Regions from separate parts of the Urocitellus parryii genome. Here region 2 is linked to region 1. A link is a contact called in public Hi-C data. All regions are on one chromosome and are shown on one strand. Each heading gives the region's core, a stretch centred on a gene start, on an enhancer-like site or on the middle of the called end of the contact. The rest is flanking DNA. Distances are from core to core; before and after follow the strand shown. Region 1 holds the start of Commd1 (copper metabolism domain containing 1). Region 2 holds the start of B3gnt2 (UDP-GlcNAc:betaGal beta-1,3-N-acetylglucosaminyltransferase 2).

What was found. Hi-C and Micro-C count contacts between places; a contact is called where the count stands out from the background.
Region 2: a Hi-C map of liver shows a contact between it and region 1, with 5 times the contacts expected there. The contact joins the promoter of B3gnt2 here to the promoter of Commd1 in region 1. A contact is called at or near these places in 2 of 2 Hi-C or Micro-C datasets (liver and muscle).

The regions. Positions count from the first base shown.
Region 1 is chr12:81,657,253-81,661,251 of mUroPar1.hap1, reverse strand. It overlaps Commd1 (copper metabolism domain containing 1), which reads right to left and starts at 2,224. Exons shown (of 3, transcript XM_026387206.2): 1 at 2,048-2,224. The coding sequence starts at 2,224.
Region 2 is chr12:81,883,571-81,887,569 of mUroPar1.hap1, reverse strand. B3gnt2 (UDP-GlcNAc:betaGal beta-1,3-N-acetylglucosaminyltransferase 2) reads right to left here and starts at 1,881. Exons shown (of 2, transcript XM_026387198.2): 1 at 1,659-1,881.

The DNA.
Region 1 (3,999 bases), core at 975-3,474:
TGTCCACCGAAAACTAAAAAATAAATATTAAAAAATTAAAAAAAAATACTCTTCATTGCCAGGTGTGATGGTGCAAACCTGTAATCCCAGAAAGTGGTAGACTGAGGCAGGAGGATCAAAAGTTCTAGGACAGCTTGAGCAATTCAGTGAGACCCTGTGTTAAAGTTCAAAAAAATAAAAATAAAAAGGATTGGGGATGAAGTTTAAAGGTAGTGTTTGCATAGCATTGTAAGGACCTGCATTCAATCTGAGCACCACCAAAAAAAACCAATTTCACTTTCTTCAAGAGCAACAAAAATGGCATCCCCATGAAGCCTGCCAGAAAGAATATCTCTTTACTGTCCAGTTGCTTAATCACACTTCTTTTTACTAATACTATAGTACTCCTGCATCATGCATATTTGAACATGTTCCCTCTTGAATGACATTCTATCTCTGCTCAAAGCTTTTTGTTTAAAAACATTTACTTTTCATGTTTCCATAAAAATTACACATTTAACCTTCAGTACTACTTATGAGATAAATGAAGATTAAAAGAAGATGTCACCCTGAGCCTGAGGTTTCAGTTTTACGTTAAACAACCAAAGATTTTCTTCCTTGGTTCCTCAGACCAATCAGCTGCACAAAGACCATGTTACCAGGCACAGGCAAATTTTCTGGTGCCTTCTCTCAGTACCAAGAGAGCCATGACAACATTGCAACCCAGAATTGCTCAGCAAACTTAAGTATCCTGGATATTAATCAGCAATGTATTTAAAAGAAAATAAAGGAGGAAATTTTCGGGCAATCGCTTCTCTGAATATCTCACAATTTTTATCTCATAACAAAACCAAGAATCAAAATATGGTCCACCTAAAGAGGAATAGCAGCCCCCAATATATGAAGGTACTAAGACCAACAAAACATGACTATATGCAGTCCCTTATCCTCATCCCCATAAGCACAATAAACACTCAAAACTCAGTATGATGCCAAATTTTCTACAAAGTCTTCTCTGATACTTAAGATTACAAATTAACAGAAATAGAAGGATTGTTAGTGGTTTATGCAATCCCACTACTCCACAGGTCAGGCAGGAGGTTCATGAGTTCTAGGCCCACCTGGCCAACATAACAAGACCTTGTCTTCAAAAAAAAAAAAAAATGAAATGAAATGAGTGTTCACCATGTTTTTGCAAAAAACAAAGGAAGTAACATGTAAAATGCTTAGTGTAGTTCCTAACACATTCAAAATCCACCAAAAAAAAAAAAAAGCATTATTTTTAAGTCTTTTTCAAAAGTACATTTTGGTACTAGATGTATTCCTATGACTAATTTCTTGGTCTAAACCAAAGTTGTCCAATACCACAATAATTAACCACATGCAATTACTGTGCATTTCAAATGTTGTTAGTTAGAATTGATATGTGCTTTAAGTGCAAAATACAAACCGATTTCAAAGACTTAGTGAAAAAAATTACAATTCTTAATATTTTGTATCCTGATTACATATAAAGTGATAATACTTTGAAAACACTGGGCTAAATAAAGCATTAAAATTATTTCACCTACTATGTTTGTTTCACATAATTTTATGGGGCAGGCTGATCCATATTTTGACTTCCAATCGGTAAAAATGCTCTTAACCATACAGTTGACTGCTTAACAGGTGTTCATTCTGGCCAATCCACTCCTTAAATAAGCCAGCAAATAGTGGCTCATTTTAAGGCTCTCAAACGTCCACAACCTAGAAAGCTGGAGATCAACCCAGCGCTCTTAATTTTTAAAAGTCCAGAGCCCATAAACGCCGAGGAAACGCGAAATTGATAACCACCCAAAAAGAGTGACAGTCAGCCTTGGGGACAGTACTTGAGCAGAAAGAGGTCACCCTTAGGAAAGAGACGGGATGCAGAATGAGCTCCTCAGATCTGAAGCGGCGCAATGTGAATGGAGCCCACTACATAGAAATCTGAAGAGCAAAGTCTTTTCAGACTTGGGGCTTGGGGCGAATCTAAGGGCTGAAAGGAAGGGGCTGGGCTCTGTGGCAGAGGCTTCAGGAAGAGCAATACCTTAAGAATCCCCCTCATCTTCGCCAAAAAGGGACGGAACTCCTCAGCCGACACCTCCGGATACAGCTGGCTCCTCAGCAGCTCCTCCGTGATGCCCCGGTGCCCGTGGAAAGCGTCCTGGGCCAGGCCGCTCAGCAGCCCGCTCAGAGACTTGCAACCCTCAAGCTCGCCCGCCATGGTCTGCAAAAGCCCCGCCCCCCAAACAGCTGAGAGCCGCTCTCTAACGGCGGCCGAGATGAGTCTAAATTGCCCAGGCAAAGGCACGCTGGGAACCTTGAGGCCCTTCTACCAGGGGTCAGTGACCGCAGCTTCCAGCTTTGCTCTGTAAAACCCATCCCCACAGAAGGGCACCCACCGGCGTACGCATTCAATTCCATGTAGGCTTCTTTACTCACGCTGATTTCTTTCAGCACTCCAAAACCTATCCAAAGGATGACTGCTTGATGGAAATCCCTTGTTAACCAGTTTAACTTTTTGACTTGCCAGCCGATTAACTGAATGGAATCTACCACTCAGCTGTAATTGCTGCCTAAACCTCACCTATGGAACATTGTTCAATAAAACTATCTCCTGATGACATAATTGGTTTACTTTCGTTGTTGATTACCTTTAAAAAAATTTTTTTTTTGTAGTTGTGTATGGAGAGAATGCTTTTGTTTATTTATATACGGTGCTAAGGATCGAACCCAGTGCCTCACAAATCTAGGCAAGTGCTCTGCCACCGAGCTACAGCACCAGCCCTTGATTGCCTTTTTATAGACATGCATCTTATGTAGCCAGCTAGACAGTGGCTCTGATCCAGTGTTGCCGTCCATAACAAATATTTTGCCAATGCTTTCTTTGCTATCCTGCAATGCATTGACAATTTAACTTCCTCTTCATAAAATTACAAAAATTCCATTTATTCCTCAGGCGTAAAAAAGATAAAATACTGATACATGCTAACATAAATGAACCTTAAAAACACTAAACAAAGGAATCCAAGCAAGGTGCGATGTCACAACTGTAATCCCAGTGACTCAAGCAAGAGGATCGTGAGTTCAAAGTTAGCTCCAGCAATTTAGCAGGAGGCCTTAAGAAACTCAACAAGACCCTGTCTCAAAATTTAAAAAATAGAAAAGGCTGGGGTGTTTAAGCACCCCTGGTTCAATCCTTCGTATGAAAAAAAAAAAAAAAATCCAGTATCTGGCTAAATGAAAAAAACCCAGATACTGGATAATCCCTTTGTAGTAAATGTCCAAAATTGGCAAATCCATAGAGACAGTAATAGTTGCCAAAGACTGGGGGAGAGAGGAATGAGAAATATTGGGAAATATATGAATTGACTCTCCAAAAATTAATGTAATGGAGCTGGAGTTGTAGCTCAGAGGCAGAGCACTTGCCTAGCTAGCACATGTGAGGCATTAGGTTCGACTCTCAGCACCACATAAAAAATAAATAAATAGGATAAAGTCATGCTGTCCATCTACAACTACAAAAAAAAAGTTTTTTAAATTAATATAACGACCTGGTTATAATTTAGAATTTTAAAAAGGAAATAATTCATATTATATTAATTACAACGTGTGTCTAGAGATAACTACACTAGGTGACTAGAAGACATATAATATGTGCCTGAAATTTTTTTCAAATAAATATGAAACAGTGACTTACAAAAGATGTAAATGTGTCTTAAATGAAAAGTTTTTCTATGTGAAAAATCAAAGACTCCTCTCACAGATAACCCATACTGCATTAATGATTTGATAAGAGTGTACTAGCAGCCAGGCGTGGTAATCCTGTAATCCCAGTGCTCAGCATCTAAGGCAGAAGGATCCTGAGTCCAAAGCCAGCCTCAGCAACTTTTGCAAGGATTTAAGCAACTCGGCAAAACTTTGTCTCCAGATAAAATATTTCTTTAAAAGGACTGGAGATGGGCTGGTTTGTGGATCAGCAGTGGAGCTCTCACCTTG
Region 2 (3,999 bases), core at 632-3,131, 230 kb before region 1:
CTAACAGAAGGTCTTATGATAAACACGTTTGTGAAGGCTGGGCAGGGCGGAAAAGGGTTACTCAAATTACTCCAGCAGAGTTCTTAACAGGGCTCCTTCACCTCTCTGGTCTTAAAATCTAATCTGGTTTAAGAGCACACGGGCTCTACGTAAAATTCTCCCAAATTCCATCAGGCTTAATAACCTCTATTCAAAAGAAGCAGAAGCAGGCACTAGGGCAGAGGGAAGTGACCTACCCTCCCTCCAGGTCAGCTGTCAGATCTACAGGCGACCATGAGACAGCACAAGAGACCCCACACACACATACTCGATCAGTCAGTCCCACCTTCCCACTCCCAGTCCTGGCCCAGTCGCCACCTCGTTAACCATCCCATCACCTCCCGAGGCACAAATAATTACACTGGAAGAATTTGTTAAAACAAGTAGGAGCCCATATTCAACAACTGGCTTCGCAACTTGACAGACGAGGCTCTAAAAAGGGAGGGGCAGGAGAATAATTGTTCTAAACAACGTCTACGAAGTCGGGGAGGTTGAGGCGGCCATGCAGGGAGGGGAGCCAAGACAAACGATCCCTACGTTTTAGGGAGGAGAAAGCCTTCCCATCAACAACCGAGGTTATAAATGTATGTAATGTTTTTTTTAAAGACGACCTTTCACGCTGTGACACTTGTGGGGGATTTCTTGTCTGTTCCTCCACTTGATGGGTAAAGAGGGGGTTCAGCGGCTCCCCAACCTAGAATGTAAAAAACCATGGCCTGGAAAGTAACAAGGTGACTCAGTTTTATTAACTCCAGAAGGGTCCACCTGCCATCCCGCAGCCACCAGACCAGCACGACAGCCCAAGGCCCCCACGCCCACCTTCCCCGAGAGGTGTTTTTCAGAGAGCGGCTTTGCGCGCTCCCTGGCCTGCCAGCTACCCCCACCCTCGCGGTGTCTCGGACCAGCAGCCTGGTTAATCATTCAACGCGGGCAGCGTGGAAATATTTTTAGAGGTCAAAGCGAAAGGTTCTCCCTAAGTTTCGCAGAAACCAGTCTATGGGGAACCGGAGGTGGCAGTGCAAGAGGTTGGGGGTGGGGAGCGGGTGCCGGCGGCTCCCTGGCTCACAAAACACCTGATCTCCCCATGCGGCACTGGAGACCAGCGCAGTGCGAGGGTGGGGTGCGGGGGTGCCAGAGAGAAATCGCACACGGCTCCCCTCCCCCAAATACCCAGATACCCCAGAAGAGGACGCCCCGACCCAGAAGCCCCTTCCCAAATCCTGCAGCCCAGGGCGCGGGATCCCCCGGAAGTTAGGGTGCAGAGAGGAGGGGGAATATCCCTGGGCCCCAGGGGGTGGGTGTGGAATGGAGCAGGAGGCTCCAAAGACGCGCAACTGGGGGTTTCGTTATCCTCTTCATCTAGGGTTCGGAAGATGCAGAAACCCCAGCGGAAGGCAAGAAGCGTAAATGCGGCAGAAGCCACTTAGGAACGGTTTCCTCCGCCGGGGCGCCGGTATGGAGCCGGAACTGGAGAGGAGGTGGGAGGAAAGAGGGGGTCCAGTCACGGGGCCCCGAGGAGTGAGTTGGGAGGGGGGCGGACAGAGTGGGCCCGGATAAGCAGCGGGGGAGGGAAGAGCGAGAAGAAAAGAGGTGGGGGTGACCACCCGCTAGGGCCCTACCTTGTCCAGGAGCAGCTCCAGCTCGGCGGGGCGGGGGCGGGAGATCTCGGCCTCATCCACGTCCCAGCCGCTCCGCGCGGCTCAGCCCGGCGACCGCCGCCGCTCACGCTCCATGCGCGGCGCCCGGGACGGGCGGCCCGGCGGAGTCTGCGGCGTGAACAGTTCCGGCTTGCCTCCAGCACTTGTTGCCTCCGCAGCCGCTACGCCTCTCTCAAGGCTCCGGCTCCCGGCGCCGCGGCTGACTCTCGGCGCCCGCCCTGGGCCCGCCCCCGACCGACGCGCCAATCAGGCTCGGCGCCGCCCCTCGCGTCACCGCCCAGCACCGGAGTCCGCCCAGCGCCCCAAGTTTTGGGAAGGCCGGTCTCCTGCCGGCCAGCTACTTGGCTCCCTGGACCCGCCCAGGCTCGTGCTTCCCGTGGCTTCCGGGGACCCAACGAACTCTACGTCCACACCTAGCAAGCAAGGGGTTACACTGGAGAAAAGGGACCCCCTAGGAAATAAACCCTTCCCGAAAAACAGGGCAGCTTGAAACTTTAAAAAAATCACTTTTAACTCAGGTCTAACCTAAATGTCTTCAGTTGGCCCCTCTTTGCAGTCCGCTCCATGCAAGGAGATTTCTTTTCCTCACTTGATGAGGACCCCAGTGAGCTTTCCTGGCCAGGGCTATGTGTGACTGGGCCTAGAGTGAATCCCAGCAGCCCCTCAGGTGCAGGGGTGGGTTAGAAATCGTTCCGCAGTGGGAGATGGTGGGGGGGCGGGTACAGGGACAAAGTGGAACGTGACCTTTGTTTCATGCCCACTCAGTACCTGCAGCCACCTCTTGGATGCCCGAGGTCTAGGGTGGTGCCCACTGGGCACTGCCACAAGATCCTCGGGTTTATGAAGCCGCCCAAGACCTTTGGGGGAGTCTTGTTCCTCCTAGCAGTGAAGTGCAGAGGGTTTCCTCGAGGTCCCCCTCGTGTCTCAGGAAGCCGGAAATGCAAGGTGCCTGGCGCGGGGCTGCTAACCCGACGCCGCAGTCCAAAATGCAGGTACCTAGGCATAGCCAAATAGCTGAACGCTGACCCCTCGCGACATTGCTCGGCTCAGCAAGCTGGATGGAGGCTAGGCGTCAACCACACCCACCAGCCGGACCTCTCTGAGCGCCGAAGCGTCCTCCTAACCCAGCGCCCCTGCTGTCTCGCCAGAGCACTACATGCCACTAGGAGTCCGGCCGGCTGACACCTGGCGCGACCGGATGGAGAAGTTGCGCGGGTTCGAAAGGTCCAGCCTAGCTGGCAAGACCCGCCCAAGGTGCACCTGCAAGCGCTGCCTCACCTTGTCCTTACTCCCCTGGGCTGATCCCCTCTGGGTAATCGTTCTGAGGAATTAACTATTTGCAATTATTATTTTTTTTTTCTCAGAAAGCTGTCAAGAGGTGAAGTTAGCCAAAGGGAGGGAATTGCTAATGTAAGAAATTTCGGGTACCTTCAAATTCAGCTCAATCCATCATCACCATCAGCACCTAAAGAGCACATTGTCGCTGGATGCACAGAGCCACGTGGGTATGACCCTCTAGAAATAAGGATTGTGAGTCAGTGGATCTGGAAGGGCTATGAACTGCAGTCTCAAGATCTTCCTGCTTTTATGTTGATCACATGATTTTACTAAGACTACGACTTGAAATCCAAGAAACAAATTGTATTTTTGTGTATTCCTAGGAGAGACATTTGAAATGATGCACATGGACCATTAACCATAGTTACTGGAGTTTGGGATGGGGGCGGGTAAGAAAGGGAGGTAAATTTAAAAGGGCATACAAAACTTGAATGTTGTTTTTCCAGTTTTATTTATTCCCATAATTTAGAAAACTAACAAGACTTTTAAAGAAACAAATTAGAAGAAATCTACAGGAACTGTACATTAATAGATAAATCAATTCGTGTAAAAATAAATAATCTTAAGTCATGTCCCTTGGTTTAAATAAAGATGTTTGTAGGCTCTGTTTTGATCTTTAAATGTTGTAAGGGGGCAAAGCTGATATCTGAAGAAGATCCTTCTAAGCTATCAAAATGATATTTTGTTACTGTGCGAGTTTCTTCTTTTAAAATTCATTCCCAGTAGCCACAGACATGCTTTCAAGGACTGCCAGCCAAGCAGTTTTTAGTAAAGGAACTGCTACAATGTCAGCTAGCAACCAACAAGAAAATTAAGCTTGTGTCCTTCACAGCTGCCAAAGGCTGCCCAGGCCCTGAAATTTAAAAATAAGGGCATTCTCTCCAAGTTGCCATTTATTAGTCCAACTTGGAGTGTATTAGCAACAGTCGTTCTGACTTGGGGGAAAAATTCAATGTAGAATTCA